Regions from separate parts of the Ovis aries genome. Here regions 1 and 2 are each linked to region 3. Evidence: chromatin contacts called from public Hi-C data. All regions are on one chromosome and are shown on one strand. Each heading gives the region's core, a stretch centred on a gene start, on an enhancer-like site or on the middle of the called end of the contact. The rest is flanking DNA. Distances are from core to core; before and after follow the strand shown. Region 1 holds the start of CAB39 (calcium binding protein 39). Region 2 has its middle 54 kb from the start of CAB39. Region 3 overlaps CAB39 (calcium binding protein 39).

Region 1 (2,700 bases), core at 133-2,632, 74 kb after region 3:
CCGTGGCCTTACGCAACCAACTGCATTACCTACTATTCCTAGACTGTACCTTTTTACCTTTGTCCTTCTCCGGCTTTGCTGCCCCTCCACACACTGTTCTCTTCTGCAAACCTTCCTCTCTCCCAAATCCCCACAAGGGACTTCAAGATCGGCTGTGTACCGCCTCGCCCAGGAAGTCTTCCAGATTTCTACTAGGCCGAAGGGTGTGATCGATCGGTCCCGGTCTCTCCCGGGTACCTTTCTTAGCATTCTGTAGGTCTTTCACAGGCCCGGTATCATGCCTTATCTCCCGCACCGAGAGCGTCTAATGTACCCCCCGGGGTTGGGGGGAGGGTGGGACGGGGGCCCCCGGGGCCCGGCCTCACCTTTTGAATCCCTCCGGCGCCGACCGACCGGAGGGCGGGGATGGCGCCTGCAAGCAGGGTCAGCGCGCAGGTTGGTCCAACCGAACCCGGGGGAACGCTCCGGCCGCACCATTCCCTAACCAGAAATCGGTTAGGCGGTGTTCCCGAGAGGAAGATCGCAGAGATGCTCGCCCGCCTCCGGGTCACAGGGAAGTTTACTAGGGGGCGAGGAGCGCGGCGGCCCAGAGCCCTGGTGCGGTGGGAGTGACAGTTGGCTCGGCCGGGCCCCGGACGCCCTTCCCCCCCAAACCCGGGCGCCGACAGCCCCGCCAGAGAACCGCGAAGGGCGGGCAGGGACGCATGGGGTCCCCGGAGCCCCGGGCCGCAGGCCCCTGGGCGCCGCGCCGGCTAGAACGAGGTTGCGGGAGGGACGGGGGACGGGGAAGGCTCCCGCGAGGGGCCCGGGCCGGGCGGAGAGCGGGCAGGAGGGGCCGCTCCCGCCGACTCCTGGGCCTGGGTGGGGGTGTGGAAACCGCCACAGCCAACCGGAGAAAATGGAGGCAGCCTCGGGGTCGGGGCCGGGCCGGGGCCGCAGGGAGGCGGAAGCCAGGCTTGGCGTCCGCGTCGCGAGCGGGGTCGGGCCGGCGGGGCACTCACGGGGCTGGGCCGGGCGGCTCCCTCTCCGCCTCTGCGTCGTCGCCGTCCCCGTCTTCAGCGGCCGCCGCCGCCTCGGGCTGCTCGCTCGGTCCCCGCGGCGCGGCTTGGGCGCTCGGCCCCTCCGTTGTCTTCCGCCCGCTCCTGCTCCCGGCGACAGGATCCTGCGGCGGCGGCGGCGGCTGCGCGGGAGGACGGCGGCCCAGAGGCTCCCGCGGCGGCCGCCGCACTGCTGCTGCTCTCGCTCACTCGTTCGGGCTGCGGCTTTGCGGCGGGGCCGGCTGCTGCCTTCGCGTTCTCCCGGCTCCCGGAGCTTCAGACGGTCCCCAGGCCGCGCCGCTCCCCGAAACCCCCGTTCCCGGCCCGAGCCCGGCTTTGACGTGCGAACTGCGCAGCCGCGGAGGGCACGACGTCGGGCGGCGCCGCAACACCCCGCCCCACGCCCCACGCCTTTGGCCTCGGGCGCCCCCAGGCGGACGGGCGGACTCAGGGCGGGGGCGCGTAGGAATCCTCGCAGAGCCGAAGCGGGAAGGGGCGCAGACAAAAGCGGAAGCCGAGGACCAGGGTTCCTCCCCTTTCACCTGCCACTTAAACCTTGGCGCTCAGCCCCACCTTTTCTGTGCAACCACTTCTTCCTGCAGGAATTCTACGTCCACTTTCTCCGACCACTTCCCGAACTCTTAACAGAGCTTTATTTCTGCTAAAAGATCTGGCGCCGACTTGTGTAGACTCCTTTATACTTCCGAGGGAGAGAGAACCCTCATTTTTAGCATCCTCTGAGAAAGCGCATAGAAAGTGATCGAACAGCCTGGATTTCAGTCTCCACTTCACCGTTTAGTCCTTCTGGACTATTTCCTGTCCTTATTCCTAGGTTCCTTCACACATAGTCGCACAAAAGTATAATATATAATAGGCTAATGAGGATAAACGAAATAATGCATTGCAAACTCTGACAACAGACTCTGTATCTGTTACCATACATGTGTATCTTCATTTCTTTCAATTGCTTTGCTTATTTTGTAATCGAGCAGGTATTTGGGGACTTCTACTGTGTGGCAGGCACTATTCTAGGTGGTGGGGCAGTGAACAGAACATTCCCTGCTTCGAAAGATTGAAGGCAGGAGGAGAAGGGGACGACAGGATGAGATGGTTGGATAGCATCACTGACTCAATGGGCATGAGTTTGAGTAAACGGGAGTTGGTGATGGACAGGGAAGCCTGGCATGCTGCAGTCCATGGGGGTCGAAAAGAGTCGGATGCGAGTGAGCGACTGAACTGAAGACAATAAATAAACCAACATGTATATGACTTTGGATCTCCCTGGTAGCTCAATCGGTAAAGAATCTGCCTGCAGTGCGGGAGACCCGGGTTGGATCCCTGGGTCAGGAAGCTCCCCTGGAGAAGGAAATGGCAACCCACTCCAGTATTCTTGCCTGGAAAATCCCATGGACAGAGGAGGCTGGCCGGCTATAGTCCATGGGGTGGCAAAGAGTCCGACAGGACTTAGTGACTAAACCACCCACCACCCATAGAGAATACAGGGTGTCCTGTAAAGTTTGCGTGTGATTGATTGATTTACTGAATATATTACTTCAGATGGCTTTCAGTGCTGTGGAGAAAAACCTCACAGGCTAAGGAGGGGAGAGAGCCAGGGTATTGTTATTTACAGTGCTCCCACGAAGGGTGCATGCGTGCCTGCTCA
Region 2 (2,700 bases), core at 37-2,536, 130 kb after region 3:
ATTCAGGGCAATCCCAGTAACAATCCTAACTGGTTACTTTGTGGTAATTGAGATGATGATTCTGAAATTTGTGTGGAAATTAAAATAATTTAGAATAGCCAAGGAAATGCTGGGCTTCCCAGGTGGCGCTAGTGGTAAAAACCTGCCTGCCAGTGCAGGAGACATAAGAGACGTGGGTTTGATTCCAGGGTTGGGAAGATCCCCTGGAGAAGGAAATGACAACCCATTCCAATATTCTTGCCTGGAGAATTCCACGGACAGAGGAGCCTGGCAGGCTAAAGTCCATAGGGTTGCACAGCGTCGGGTACGACTGAAGTGACTTAGCACACAAGCAAGGCAATTCTGAATAAAAACAAAGATGAAAGACACGTTACCTGATTTCAAGACTTACTATGAAGCTACAACAATTAAGACCGTCTGGTGGTGGTGCAAGAATAGGCAAACAGATAGACAGAATAGAAAAGAGAATCAAGAAACTGTCCTGGACTTCCCTGGTGGTCTAGTCTAGTGGCTAAGACTTCGTGCAGTCTTCCCAATGCAGGGGTCTGGTGTTTGATCCCTGGTCAGGGAACTAAGATCTCTCATGCCGCAACTAAAAACTGGTGCAACCAAATAAATAAATAATCCAAATATATATTTTAAAAAATTGGACTTAAAAAATACTGTCCTCACATATATGGTTCTTGATTTATGGCAAAAGCTCCATGGTAAGTCAGTAAAGAAAGACTTTTGTCAATAAATGATGTGGATCAATTGAATGGGGAAAAAATAATCCTGACCCTTACCTCTCACAATATATTAATTAGTTTAAGATGGATCACAGTCCTAAATGGCAAAGCTGAAAACAAGTGTGGTGGCATTGCTTGACCTTGGTGGTGGTGTATGATCGTATAATTTGTTATATGTTTGTCCACTTCATGACAATTCATCCACCCAGATATGTGTTTTATGCTCTCCTAATCATTGAATTATAGTCCACAATAAAGTTTATTTGGAAAGCAAGGTAAAAGTAAAAGAACTCGAAAATGATTACATTTTACTGTGAGTAAATTACACTTTAACAGGAAAATAAAAAGGCAAGGTAAGTCAGGGCTGATCAGAGCTAGTGTCCCTGACACTGGTCAGTCACCAAGTCCAACCTGATGAACGGTGCATCATGTGAGCCCCACCCCATGTACAGTCCATCCCATTCCGAGGACAGCGGGAGAGGAAGTGGAGGGTTCGGTAGGCAGGAAGAAGTCATGAGTGGTGTGATGAGTATCTGACTCTATTCAGATTCAGTTTCAAGATCTGATGAGCATGCAGAAGGGAGTGGAAAAACCCCAAGGCCTCCCGTCCCCGGGTGTTAGACAGGAAGCCCAGCGATGAGGACATCCAGAACACCAGTGTGACTGATGTGTTGACTGGATAAGCTGCAAGGCGCCATTTGTCCCCTCATGACAACTCAAACCTGCTCTTTGAGATCATCTTATCTTTTTTCTGGTCTCTTGGTTTGCCTCTCCCCAGAAACAGACTCTGAGGCAGAATTTGAGTGCAAGCTGTTCATATGGAGACCAGCCCAGAACACACAGGTAGGAGGAGTGAGGAGGTGAGACAGGAAGGGGAGTGAGCCAGTGAAGAGTGACTTTTCTGGCCGGGAATCGAGAGCCACGCCAGCTGTGGGGCTTGGTACTTAAGCAGCAGCCTCCTGCTCCTCCCTGGTTGAGGACTGCTTCCAGATACGTGAGTTCTGTGGCACGCCCGGTTTGCCTTGCTCAAGGCTTGGATAAAAGCCCTCAGCCAGAGTTGCAGGTATTGGCAACACGGTCTTCCTGCACAGGGTGAAATCCAAGGGGTATGGTCGTGAGTGTTCACTAGAATGGGTTAAGATCTAGGGAAGGGCCACAGGTTTTCCAGGCCTTTTTAATCACAAGAGAAGACTCACTCCTCTCAACGGTCAAAAATAGTCTCATCATGGTTGATACTTTATTGTCCTTAAATCCTTCCCATGCCACTAGCTGAGGCCTTCCGTGGTCTGGACACCAGCAGGAAGACAACCTGGTTTGTCTCTCTGTCTCCGTTTTTCCCTCTCTACTACCTGCTCTGGTTGGTCTCTGCAGGGCTGCAGTAGAGGAGACAAAAGTGGCAGGAAAGGCGTGACCTGACTGGCTCCCTTGTAATTTGGCTCTGGCCGTCTCTGCATGGTAGAGATGTCAGTTGCTGTGACTAGTTTTCTCAGGGAGCAATTTTTTGAGGGGGTTGCTTTTCAGGGATTCTAACCTTGCCAGGTGTCTTGCCCCTGCAGTTCCCTTGAAGTGGGCAATGGCTCCCCCTGCTGGCCAACTGATTATCAGTAGGTGCCCCCCACTGCCACCCCCTGACCTCTGCTTTCTGTTTCAATCTCCTGCTGTACGTCGCTGTGGTTCTCTGGGCAGACTCTCTCTCAGGAAGACCTGGTCCAGCTCCCTTCCTCAAGTCTAGCTCTGGCCTCTGGGAGATGCACACCCATTTTTGTCCTGTCAGGCTCTCCAAGTTATAGCCATTCCCGTTCCCACTCAGGTTATGCCTCTTCTTGCAAGCTGCCAGCTTCTTACGACTCACAGCGGGAGTTCAGCGACAACCTCCAATCTTTAGATTCTGTGGATGTTGATGCAAGCCCTTTTCATATCTAGCTTTCCAAAGGTCTGTCTTAAAGCCCCCCTCGGTGGCTTGAAGTGGTTC
Region 3 (2,700 bases), core at 38-2,537:
CAGTGCAGACCTCTGCATCTCTTTCTTTAAAAAATGAAAGCAAGACCCCCAGTTCTCCTTTCTACCTCCTCTGTTCTTATTTCTTGCCTGGCTGAAGTCTTTCTTCCATTGCTCTGACCCCTAAGATCTCACAGTTCCCACCATGGCTCCCAAACTGCCCCAGCCCAGATCCACCCTGAACTGTAGTGAAGTTATTTTCTGTTGCTTTTGGACAATGCCATAAACTGGATGTGTCTAATATAGCATCACTATTTTGCTTCAGATATCCGGGTCTAAAACAGGTCTTACAGAACTTTCTTTGATAATGGAAATGTTCTCTATCTTTGCCCGCTACTGAGCACTTGACATCTGGCTACTATGACTGAGGGACTGAATTTTAAATGTCATTTAAATTTAAAATAAATAATTACATGCTGTTAGTAAGAACAGTGTTGAACCACACAGATCTGAACACTGCCCTCTTTGTCCACTCCCAGTCTTCCCATCTTCAGCGTCAGCACTCCTTTCTAATGCTCCTCTGCAATATTTCAGTTTCATTTTCTTGTATCCAGTGCTGCATGAAGTCATCCCTGGTCACCTGAGTGCCCCTAATCAGTATCTTTGTTCAAACTCTGCCTTAACAAATCTATCCGACTAGTCTATCAGTGAAAGTGAAGTGGCCCTGTCGTGTCAGGCTCTCAGCGACCTCACAGACTGCAGCCCACCAGACTCCTCCATCCAAGCGCATCAGCAGCCTTTCCCAACTCAGGAGCTTAAAATGATTCTTCCTGCTAATTACACGGACTCACGTCTGGGCTTCCCGTCACAGCAACGTCTCTGGTGCGCCACCATCCCCACTACGCCACAAGACCTTCTGATCCCCCCACCGCTGCCAGTCACTGTGCTCATTCTGCCCCTAACTCTCTTGTTGATGCCTGTGCAAATCTGAAACCATCTGGAGCCTCAAGCCTACATCCACCTCTGCTGGCAAGCCTTGCCTTTCTGACTGACCCGCATTTCACCCCCGAAACCCTCTGCGAGTGTTCTCCGGTAGGACTGTCCTCCTGCTGTACACGTGTTCATCACACGCCCTCACCACCACCAAAACCACATTCCTCTGTGCCACTGGCGGCATGGCAGCTAGAATGGTGACAGGCTCCGAGGTGACTAAAACGTCTGCTCACAAAATGGCCGCGCACACAGCTTCCTCCCTGCCACTCTCAAACAGGCAGGAGACTAGACAGAGGAGGGCGAGACAGTTTGGTACAACAAGTCGGGCAGGTTTTGATGGCCGTTTGTCAAGCTGGCCTTAAATGATTAAACCATAAACCACCGAGCACAAGGCAAACAGTTATGCTGTACAACCTGTTAGCACTAGGCAGGAGAGCACATTAACATTTAAATCGCCAGTGAAAAAATGACTGCCTCCAGATGCAGGCTAACACAAGTAACACGGTTTTTTCCAAAGGCACACTAATACCAGCAGCGTCACTCCTCAAAATGTCTAACATCAGAATACTTGTAGCCTGAGTGGATAATCACATTGTGTTGAAAACAGTCTGAACTAATTAATAAACAAGTGAAGGAAAATTTCTTTCTTCTTTTTTTCCTTTTTGGCTGTGTTGCATGGTTTTCATTAGTTCCCTGACCAGGGACTGAACACAGGCCTCAGCAGTGCTGAGTCCTAACCACTGGACCTCCAGGGAATTTCTGGAAAAAAAAAAAAAACAAAAACAAAAATCACAGGGCGTTGCTGTGACGTGGGGAAGTCCAGATGTGAGTCTGTGTAATTAGCAAGAAGAATCATTTTAAGCTCCTGAATTGGAAAAAAAGAATTACTGGAAAAAATGCCTGTTTCTAGGTCTGAGGAAGAAACCCATACAAAATGAGCACTGGGTGTCTTGTGCCAGACAGCAGGGAGGCTATCAGAGGCTACGGGGGCCTTGCCAAGAGGACACGGGGGCCAGTTTGAAGGCGAGCCCAAGATGGGGCAATCTGGACATAAAAGCATGGTCACAATGACTGAAAGGGTTTGAGGCACATCAAACATATTTTAAAACCTGATTAAAACTTCAGGTTTGATGCTTAAATGCATAATGATGCTTAAAACAATAACATACTCATTGCTGACTTAAGAAAGTGGCTAGGGCATCAACTGATTATACTAAAAAATGATAATGTAGAAAAAAGGCAAGCATGTATTCTGTCTTTCCTACAGAAGTCATGAAACATTGATATATAGAGAAGGAATAAGAGAATTAGGAAATCATCATTTTGAACCTAGACAACAGAGTACATCATGAGAAACACTGGGCTGGATGAAGCACAAGCTGGAATCAAGATTGCCGGGAGAAATATCAATAACTTCAGTAATTCAGATGATACCACCCTTATGGCAGAAAGTGAAGAAGAACTAAAAAGCCTCTTGGTGAAAGTGAAAGAGGAGAGTGAAAAAGTTGGCTTAAAGCTCAACAGTCAGAAAATGAAGATCATGGCATCTGGGCCCATCATTTCATGGCAAATAGATGGGGAAACAGTGGAAAACAGTGGCTGACTTTATTTTTTGGGGCTCCAAAATCATTGCAGATGGTGACTGCAGCCATGAAATTAAAAGACACTTATTCCTTGGAAGGAAGGTTATGACCAACCTAGATAGCATATTCAAAAGCAGAGACATTACTTTGTCAGCAAAGGTCCGTCTAGTCAAGGCTATGGTTTTTC

Evidence for each region. A called contact is a pair of places that touch in the nucleus more often than the background predicts.
Region 1: a Hi-C map of liver shows a contact between it and region 3, with 2.0 times the contacts expected there. The contact joins the promoter of CAB39 here to the enhancer-like site in region 3. A contact is called at or near these places in 6 of 16 Hi-C or Micro-C datasets (blood, liver, muscle and 1 more).
Region 2: a Hi-C map of liver shows a contact between it and region 3, with 7 times the contacts expected there. The contact joins two enhancer-like sites. A contact is called at or near these places in 10 of 16 Hi-C or Micro-C datasets (blood, hypothalamus, liver and 3 more).

The regions. Positions count from the first base shown.
Region 1 is chr2:232,534,599-232,537,298 of ARS-UI_Ramb_v3.0, reverse strand. It overlaps CAB39 (calcium binding protein 39), which reads right to left and starts at 1,382. Exons shown (of 9, transcript XM_027965309.2): 1 at 1,002-1,382.
Region 2 is chr2:232,480,922-232,483,621 of ARS-UI_Ramb_v3.0, reverse strand. No RefSeq gene overlaps it. Among named protein-coding and RNA genes, the nearest start is that of CAB39, 54 kb to the left of the region's middle. Within about 2 kb of position 1,286, at least 8 of the 54 cell types and tissues checked have an H3K27ac peak or open chromatin away from gene starts, as enhancers often do. A contact at or near this core is called in liver, where this site is marked.
Region 3 is chr2:232,608,233-232,610,932 of ARS-UI_Ramb_v3.0, reverse strand. All of the region lies in intron 4 of CAB39 (calcium binding protein 39), which reads right to left. Among named protein-coding and RNA genes, the nearest start is that of ITM2C, 53 kb to the left of the region's middle. Within about 2 kb of position 1,287, at least 23 of the 54 cell types and tissues checked have an H3K27ac peak or open chromatin away from gene starts, as enhancers often do. A contact at or near this core is called in liver, where this site is marked.